Regions from separate parts of the Mus musculus genome. Here region 1 is linked to region 2. Evidence: chromatin contacts called from public Hi-C data. All regions are on one chromosome and are shown on one strand. Each heading gives the region's core, a stretch centred on a gene start, on an enhancer-like site or on the middle of the called end of the contact. The rest is flanking DNA. Distances are from core to core; before and after follow the strand shown.

Region 1 (4,446 bases), core at 950-3,449, 340 kb before region 2:
GCTGCTGAGTCTCCAACAGCTCACAAGCCCGCCCAAGGCACTGGATCCCAGCTTCACTGCCTCCGTGTCTGTTGTTTCCCCCATCTGCCCAGTTAGGTCAGTCCCTATGCTATAGACCACAGTGGACTAGGACTTGCATGTGAGCCAAGAAACACTTCTGCCCCTAAGCAGACTCACATCCCTCACCTTAGCTAAGAGCGGCCCTGCCATGGTGAGCCAAAAGAAATCCTTCCTCCCCTCTTAGTTAATTCTCTGTTTTTTTGCTAGAACACCAGAATCAAGGCAACTTGAGAAGAGTTTATTTCCAGTTCAGAGGGATGAGAGTTGATTATGGCAAGGAAACACGGCGACATGCAGCATGTACTAGAACAGGCACACGGAGGCTAGAGCAAGAAGCCGAGAGCTCACGCCCTCAAATGCAAGCACGAGGAAAAGAGAGCAAACCGGAAGTTGCTGAATCATTTTACTCTCAAAAGTAGCCCCCACTTCCGTGAGGTACTTCCTCCATCGAATCTGCCCCACCCAAACCTCCCCCAAACAGCGCCCCCTGCTGAAGACCTCATGTTTAAGTGCCTGAAGACCGTGGTGAACATTCCCAGTGCAAAACCTCCCTGCCTGAAGTTGCTTCTTGCCAGGCATTTGATGAGCAATAAGGAAATTAAACCAGCACCTGCATTTCCTCTACATTGTCCATAAAACTACATAGAATATCCTATTAGGGCCTTTATACCATATGCATCCCCTAAAGTTGCTTCTCCGTTTTTATTCTTCATACTCTACATTTGTTTTCTTTCCTACAACTTCAAAAACCGGGCTTCCTTACTCTTGTCTCTGTTTCTGATGTTTTCTTAAGCAACTGCCTCCATCCTCCCAAATGCGTACTGAATGGCCCCAAACTTTTATCCTTATGCTGTGGAACTACAAATCTCGTCCACTTCAGCAACTCACTTAAACTCTTGGCAGCAGCTTATTTAGATCATACCAAATTAAATCCAATGACAGTCCCTGTCCGCCTGCATCACTGCCCTCCCTGATCGGTGAAGGAATGGCCATTACCCAGCAGCCCTGGCTCATTCTCAACTTCTATTTCGTGTCTTGGATAATTCTGGATCCATCACTTGTCTCCATGCCTGCTGTCAACAAACAAGTTGTCACACATATTCTCTGGTCCTCTCTCTAACCACTTCTCTCTCTACACCCTGAACAATCTCTCTTTTTATAAAATTTGAGGCAATTTGACTTGAATAAAACTGGAAAAGGTGCATTACAAAGCTCTTTCATGGTGATATCAAATGATAATATCAAGTGGTAGTTTTTTCATAATTTTTATTATTCGATTCATCTTTCTATTTTATAATATACAAAACATTTATATATAAATATATATATACTATATATAAAACATTTTCTATTTGAAAGTGAGTTCCACACAAAATGCCTTCCTTGCACCTAGATATTTTATTATGTTCAGACAAGTTGTTATTTTTGATAACCACAATATAATAAGCAAAATCACAGAATAAAGATTTATGTAAAAATCTAATTATAGGACTGTTACAAAATTTTCCAGTTATCCTACCATTCATTTCCCTTGATTAAAAAAAAAAACAAAAACAAAAAACCAAGTCTGTGTCCAGGATCTAAGCCAGATTACACGCTGCCCTGTCACTCTCAGTCCCCACAACCTGAAACAGCTCCTCCAGTCTCTGTAATCTTTTCTAATTGGATTTTCTGTGTGTGAGGCACAGGTCCTGTATTTGCAGAGTGCACTTACTGCTCATTGTGCTTTGTGTGTTCTCAACGTCTGATCCAGATCATGCATTGGTGGCCTGCTATCCCAGAGACTGTGTTTTATTCTTCTCTATGACTACCGAGGAAAGCCCGTGTTTATACATTGTCACTGACGGTGGCAACCCTGACCACTGATAGGGCATCTGCTAAATTCAAAGACTCAAAAAACCCAGGACCTCCTAGCAGTCCTTCCTGTTAGAGGAAAGAGAAGGTCATCAGAGCGTTCTCCTGTCCCCAAGTAAAGCTGCGTGTGGTCACATTCTGGGTGTACAAGGTCTTGACGGTGCTCGAGGAGACTAGACAGAAGGTTGACGAAGGCGTGCGCTCCAGTGACTTGTCTTTACTGAGTTACGACCTTCCCCATGATGCCCCTGGAGGGAAGCCCAGCAAGCACAGCGGTTCAGCAATCAAGGCTTGGGTGCACCAGCTATGGTGATCTCTGTCCCTGACACAGGAAAGCTGCTGCCCTGGGGCTCCCTACACTGCTCTCTGGTACTCCACCGTCTCTGCTCCTTGGCAGGTGTTCGGCTTTTATAACCCCAGGGGCAGGGGGTTGACACGATGGTAATTTACCAATTAATTTATGCCATATGAGCTTCTTCTGTCTCACATCCCCATTCTAGATCCTTCCTGGCACCGTTTCTCAAACAAAGCATTGTAACTCATCGCTGAATGTTCAGCATGGTGTCGGTGTAACAAAGAAACGCAGTTCAGAAAGTGCATGGCCTTTCTGTTTCTCGGCAGAGACTATGCCACGTTCAAAGATTACCAAAGCCAAGAGTCAATCCTAAATATACGATTCATTCAGATTAATAGGACAAGAGGAAAATTTTTATATAACTTCTGAAATGGATACAAATTTGGCACTATCAGAATGGGGCCCAAGAAGGAGGCTGAAGCTTCAGGTCCTGATACCATCATCTGCTACAAGTATGTCCACAGGAAAACCATGCCCCGGTTTAAAGAGGAAGATAAGTAGCTAGTTCCAGAAACTGGAGCTATGGCTCAGCAGCTATGGCCCTGGCCCCTGCTGTCTGTGGCAGGCAGGAGTGCTGGCTCTCCCCACACTGTCTGAGCAGCGTAGCAGGAGAGCTGAGGCAGTGCTGGAGAGCTTGTCTTAGTGACTTGGGTGCAGGAGAGCTGCCTCAGATAGTGTGAGCACTGCAGAGCTGGTGGGCTGACCAGCTCAGCTACCAACCAGGCCCAGATCCAGGGGTTGAGTTATTCCACCCCATCTATGAACTGTGGGAGTCCATGAAAGGGCTGGTCCTGCAGATCTCCATGACACATGATGACACCAAGATATCCCAGGGGAGTCCCAGTGAGGATCCAGTATTGACAGTGTAGCAGAAGCCAGAGGCCTCACATGAGACCAATGATTCACTGCAATGAACATTTGCAAGTCAATCTGTTTGGGCAAAGGGGTATATACTGTGTGACAGGCCGTGACACATCGCAGCTTCCACAGTGAGATTTTTTTAATTATTTTTTTTTCTTTTGTGAGGGAGATCTCAAGGGTAGAGTGCAGAGATGGAGAGATGAGGAGATGTGTGGGATTGGGGTGCATAATGTAAAAAAAAAAATCAATTTAAAAGTTAAAAATATAAAGCCTACCTACCACTCTTGCAGGAGACTTGAGTTAACATCCCAGCACCTGAGTAGGACAGCTCACAACCGCTTGTAAGTCCACACGATCCGACGCCCTCTTCTGGCCTCTACCACCACTGCATTCAGGTGCACATGCTCACACCGGCACACGCAGACATGCACATTTTAAAAATAATAAAAGTAACTCTCTGTAAAATACTTGGTCCCAGGCTGGAGAGGTGGTACAGAGGTCAAGAGCACTGGCTACTCTTCCAGAGGTTCTGAGTTCAAATCCCAGCAACCACATGGAATACTGAGCATCTATCCTGAGATCTGGTGTCCTCTTCTGGCCTGCAGGGATATACACATAAACAGAACAGTTGTGTGTGTGTGTGTGTGTGTGTGTGTGTGTGTGTGTGTGTGTGTGTAATAAATCTTTATTTTAAAAAACAAACTTGGTTCCTCTAATTCTAATTGTGTGGGAACCAATGAGAAGAGCGTGTGGGAAACTGAGCCAAGTTGTAAATTACAAATAAAACGTGTCTGACTCTGGAAATCAGTCTGGCGGTTCCTCAGAAAATTGGACATAGTACTACCGGAGGATCCAGCAATACCTCTCCTGGGCATATATCCAGAAGATGCCCCAACTGGTAAGAAGGACACATGCTCCACTATGTTCATAGCAGCCTTATTTATAATAGCCAGAAGCTGGAAAGAACCCAGATGCCCCTCAACAGAGGAATGGATACAGAAAATGTGGTACATTTACACAATGGAATACTACTCAGCTATTAAAAAAAATGAATTTATGAAATTCCTAGGCAAATGGATGGATCTGGAGGGCATCATCCTGAGTGAGGTAACACATTCACAAAGGAACTCACACAATATGTACTCACTGATAAGTGGATATTAGCCCAGAAACTTAGGATACCCAAGATATAAGATACAACTTGCCAAACGCATGAAATTCAAGAAGAACGAAGACCAAAGTGTGGACACTCTACCCTTTCTTAGAAATGGGAACAAAACACCCATAGAAGGAGTTACAGAGACAAAAGTTGGAGC
Region 2 (4,565 bases), core at 1,952-4,451:
CGGATTAGCTGTCGGTCTCTTAACACTGATAGTGGATGTGGAAACAACAGTGATATTTATTATCAGTAAGTGGTTAGTTTGTATACCAGGGTAAAATACATGGTTTTATCGCTATAAGAAACACAGTTTAATATTCCATACACTGTTCGGATGTGTTCCAGGAAAACAGTAGATTAATAATCTACAAGGGTGCTGACTCGGTTGTAAGCAGAACTAGTTCTGGTTTATTGAACCAGAAGAGGAACTTATTGAAAGGATATTGGATAACTCACAGGGTGATTGGGAAGATAAAACCAGTCTTAGGGAAGAAGTGGGGGCCAGGAAACCTGAACAACTACAACCCTAGCTAGCGAAGTCGAGAAACCCCATAAGGGGCTCAGCAATTTGAGTTCCTCTGAGGCTGCCTCCTGGGTCTCTATAACGATCGATCCGATCGTCATGCTGCTGTGGTCAGGCTCCTGCTCTTGGTGGCACCACCAGGATTATGACCAGCATCTGGTATTTCCTAGGGTTCAAGTCCAAGCTGGGTCTGTGCCTCGCCACCACCTAGATCAAGGGCTTAAAGTTTGCCAACTTGTAGCACTTTTTTGACCAAGAAATGTTTATATGACCCCAGGTAAGTGAGTATATATAATAGGTATACAAACTAACCACTTACTGATAATAAATTATTTAAGAATTATATTTCAAGCCATTTTGTGTAACCTGCAGTTTTACCACTTATTAAGGACAAAGGCAAATGTGCATACTAATAAAACAGATGTGCTGCTTATTTTAAAGTGAACAATGAAATCTTGACCTGGGAGAATTCCACCTCAGCGGTAGAGCACAGGCCTGGCCTGCTCAGGTTCTGGGTTCAGTCCCCCGATATTCAGATTTCAGGGCTAAGAAGCTTAAGGAGTTAAATCTTGCAGATCACCACAGAAACTAAGGCATATTCAACCTTTTTCACAGCAGACTGATATTTGTACTTTATGATCTTCAATACTGAGAGCACCAGTCACATTAATGTATAAGTAACCGGCAGAAAATGAATGGGGCTATTTCAGAAATGGTTGGAAATTCTGTCTTGTTCTCAGGTTTTTAATGAAATTGAAGTCAACTCAAGCCATAGTTTTTTTGTTTTTTGAATTCTAAGTCTGCACTCCAGCAATACACTAATGTGATTTTTCCTATGCTGAGGAACAATGGCAGGAAAATACTAAAAAGTCTTTGTTTTCCATAATTAAGCCACAGTGTTTCTGTCAGCAGAAAGCTTTGTGTGTATGGTGAAAACACAGTAGTTTGTGACCTACATAATCTCAGATCTGTGCTGTTTCCTGGGGTGTGTTCATTGGTGTTTTTCTGGAGCGACAGCATGGGAAATGCAAGCAGTGTCTTCTATGTTCAGAACCAAGGCTGTGGGGAAGGTGTCTGATACAATATGGGTGAGTACTGGCAGATTCCATGAAATTCATCATTTCAGTGTTTAATTTTGGGCTAACTTTTGATGGTTGCACATTCAAAAACCTTTGACTACTACCAATGTGTGTGTGTGTGTGTGTGTGTGTGTGTGTGTGTGTGTGTGTGTGTCCTAAATGTGATTATGCTAGCTTCCATGTGGGGTAAAGACCCTCATCTTAAGAAGCTAGATGTTAAGTACAGGCTGGCCTAGGTTCTAAAGAAACTAGAATTGAGAAGTGGATCCGTTAACATAGGGTCCCAGGTTCCAGTACCAAGCAGATACATAATTCTTCCAAGGCTTCATCACTGTGACAGTGAAGGAAGATGGCAGAACAATAGCCATGTTGGGGACTGGGAAGCAGCCCAAGGGCTAGGCAGCAGATTGGGAGATGTAGACAGAATGAAGAGTGGGGATTCAGTAGACTATCTAAGGTGGAGGGTATAGTAAAGGCAAGAAGGAACTGGACACACAGCAAGAACGCACAGACGTTACGGGAGCTTTTCCTGGCAAGTTGGAAACATCCATTCACCTCAGATAAGGCAACAACGGGTCAAAGAAATGGTTCCACCCATGTCCAACCTGTGAGCCACTGAGTTAGCTTTTAACTTCAAGAGCATGGGCAATTTATCAGGTACAGGCTAAAGCACCAGGGGGTCTACAACTGCAGTAGTTATGTGAAAGGAAATACAAACTCTGCTGTACTTGACTTCAACATGAACAAAATTTCAAGAACCGTGGTGTGCATAAATGGCCTATTTATCCAGGAGCATATAGTGTGTTTGTAGGGGGAAAGGGAGGAGAGGTGAGTATTGCACCACTGGAAGACAGCACAGAATAACAAAACGGGCTAAATCAAGAATTGGCTGCATAAGCATGTTACATAGGGACACCAGCAGCAATGGTGACATTGGTTCTCCTGGGAAGGCAGCCACTGTAATTGCTCTGAAACATAGACCTTGGGGCTTCTATTTATGTCTAAACAACAACGTAGCAGGGCTGGAGAGAGAGTTGAGCAAATTTGTTACTCTTGCAGGGAAGACCTGGGTCTAGCACCCATGTGGAGCCTCACAGCTTTCTGTAACTTCTAGTTTCAGGGGATCCCAACCCCCCTCTTCTGACTTGTGTGGGCACACTGCGTGCACACAGTGCTCAGACATACATGCAAGCAAAACACCCATAACATGGTTAAAATAAAAAACAAACAAACAAAAAAAAAAACAATGTGCAGGCAGGGCAGGTAATGAGATGGCCAATGGGTACGAATGCATAATGCTCTTAAGGAGGACCTGAGTTTGTTCCTTGGCTCCCATGTTAGGTGGTTTACAACCACCTATAACTCCAGCTTCAGGGACATGTGACACCTGGCCTGTGAGGACACCTGCACTCAGATGTATATATTCCCACAGAAACAAACACATACGCAACAGCATCATTTTTCAAATGTTTTAAAAAGAAAAATGCAACAAGAAGGAAGGCAGATGTTAGTTCCTGACTAAGTGGCTTCTGAACATTGTGTGTCAGCTTGGCAGCCACTTTTCCTTTAGGAACTCTCCTAAGAGGAGAATTGGCTCCCAGGTTAGTCCATACATAAAAGTTAAAGTGAAGTTTCAGAGTCAAAAAGAAGAAAAATGTCTGAGCTTGGGTAGTAATTGTAATTCAGTAAAAATGGTTGACCTGGGGCTCTTGGGTCACTGTTCAGGGCGCCTCTTACCCCCCTGCCTGAAGGGCTTTGGTTTCTCTCAGTTCCTCACTCACAGGCTCACACAGGATGCCGCTCTGAGCTGAGCTCTCAGCTCTCACTATAGGATTTCTGGTGCATTCCTTTTGGTTTGTGTGCATCCTGTTCAGTAGCAGGGACCATTGTGCCCCCTCCAAGATTTGGCCATTTATGCTGGACACGTCTGGGAAGAGACAAGTATTTGAGAAACATGCTGTTTGATTTGACACAGTGTCTCTTTAAGCAGCCCTGGTGGCCCCACAACTCACTCCATAGATGAGGCTAATCCCCGGCTCACAGAGCTCTCCTGCCCCTGCCTGAGTGCTGGGATTAAAAGATGTTCGTCACCATGCTTCAGCTGCTCTTTCTGATACACAGATGCCAAAGAAATACCTGTTGGGGTCATACTGTGGAATTGCTAGTTTGAATGTCATTAAGTTTAATATGTGGATGTGGCCATTTTAAAAATACAATAAAATGTTACAAAAATAAGCATGACGTCATTGCCTCATTTCCTTTCATTGTAGTTCACAGAAATAGCCACCATGAACATTTGATAAATGGATCTTTCCTTTAATTATAGGTTCTTTGTATGTGGTCCAGGCTAACTTCATACACACTGTCTTCCAGCTTCCTCTACCTAACTTAGCTTGCCATGGTCTTTCCAAGCCTTTCTCCCCTGTGAGAAACTTTTGTTCAAATACATAGTTGTATGCTCCCCTCTGCCGCATGGAATCATATATCTCTTTCTATAACTCATCTCCACAGTACTTTTTCTGTGTAGTATGTGGTGCTTAAACTCCAGCCAGTGCACAGACAGACAGTTATGCACGCATACACGTTATCTCTTAGAGGTTGACAACACTAAAGCTTTGTGGTAAGGAATTGGAGAATCGATTCCTTGTCTTATTTGGTATAAATAAACAAATAAATCAATGTAAGGTGGGCTTGTCTTTCGCCTTGCTCTGGGGATCCTAAGCCAAAGACTAGACCTGGGCTGGGCATGTTGTTGCTACACACCTTTAATCCCAGCTCTCAGAGGCAGAGGCATGAAGATCTCTACAAATTCAAGGCCAACCCTGAATTTACAGATTACTTAGTGAGGTCCAGGCTATATAGTGAGATCCTATCTAAAAAAAATAAATAAATAAAACTTCTGGGCCGTGATTGCCATGTAAAATCGTGCTGTGGCAGCCCACACGTCGCTATGGAAGCAGGACGCTTGTCTCAAGCATCAGAAAAGTCAAGGTTAGCCGGGCATGGTGGCACACACCTTTAATCCCAGCACTCGGGAGGCAGAGGCAGGCAGATTTCTGAGTTCGAGGCCAGCCTGGTCTACAAAGTGAGTTCCAGGACAGCCAGGGCTATACAGAGAAAACCTATCTCAAAAAAAACCAAACAAAC

Evidence for each region. Hi-C and Micro-C count contacts between places; a contact is called where the count stands out from the background.
Region 1: a contact with region 2 is called in a Hi-C map of rod photoreceptor, with 2.6 times the contacts expected there. The contact joins two enhancer-like sites.

Annotation. Positions count from the first base shown.
Region 1 is chr13:30,262,249-30,266,694 of GRCm38.p6, reverse strand. No RefSeq gene overlaps it. Among named protein-coding and RNA genes, the nearest start is that of Gm40863, 29 kb to the right of the region's middle. Within about 2 kb of position 2,199, at least 10 of the 459 cell types and tissues checked have an H3K27ac peak or open chromatin away from gene starts, as enhancers often do. A contact at or near this core is called in rod photoreceptor, where this site is marked.
Region 2 is chr13:29,925,232-29,929,796 of GRCm38.p6, reverse strand. The region is part of intron 1 of E2f3 (E2F transcription factor 3); the gene reads left to right. Among named protein-coding and RNA genes, the nearest start is that of E2f3, 59 kb to the left of the region's middle. Within about 2 kb of position 3,201, at least 8 of the 459 cell types and tissues checked have an H3K27ac peak or open chromatin away from gene starts, as enhancers often do. A contact at or near this core is called in rod photoreceptor, where this site is marked.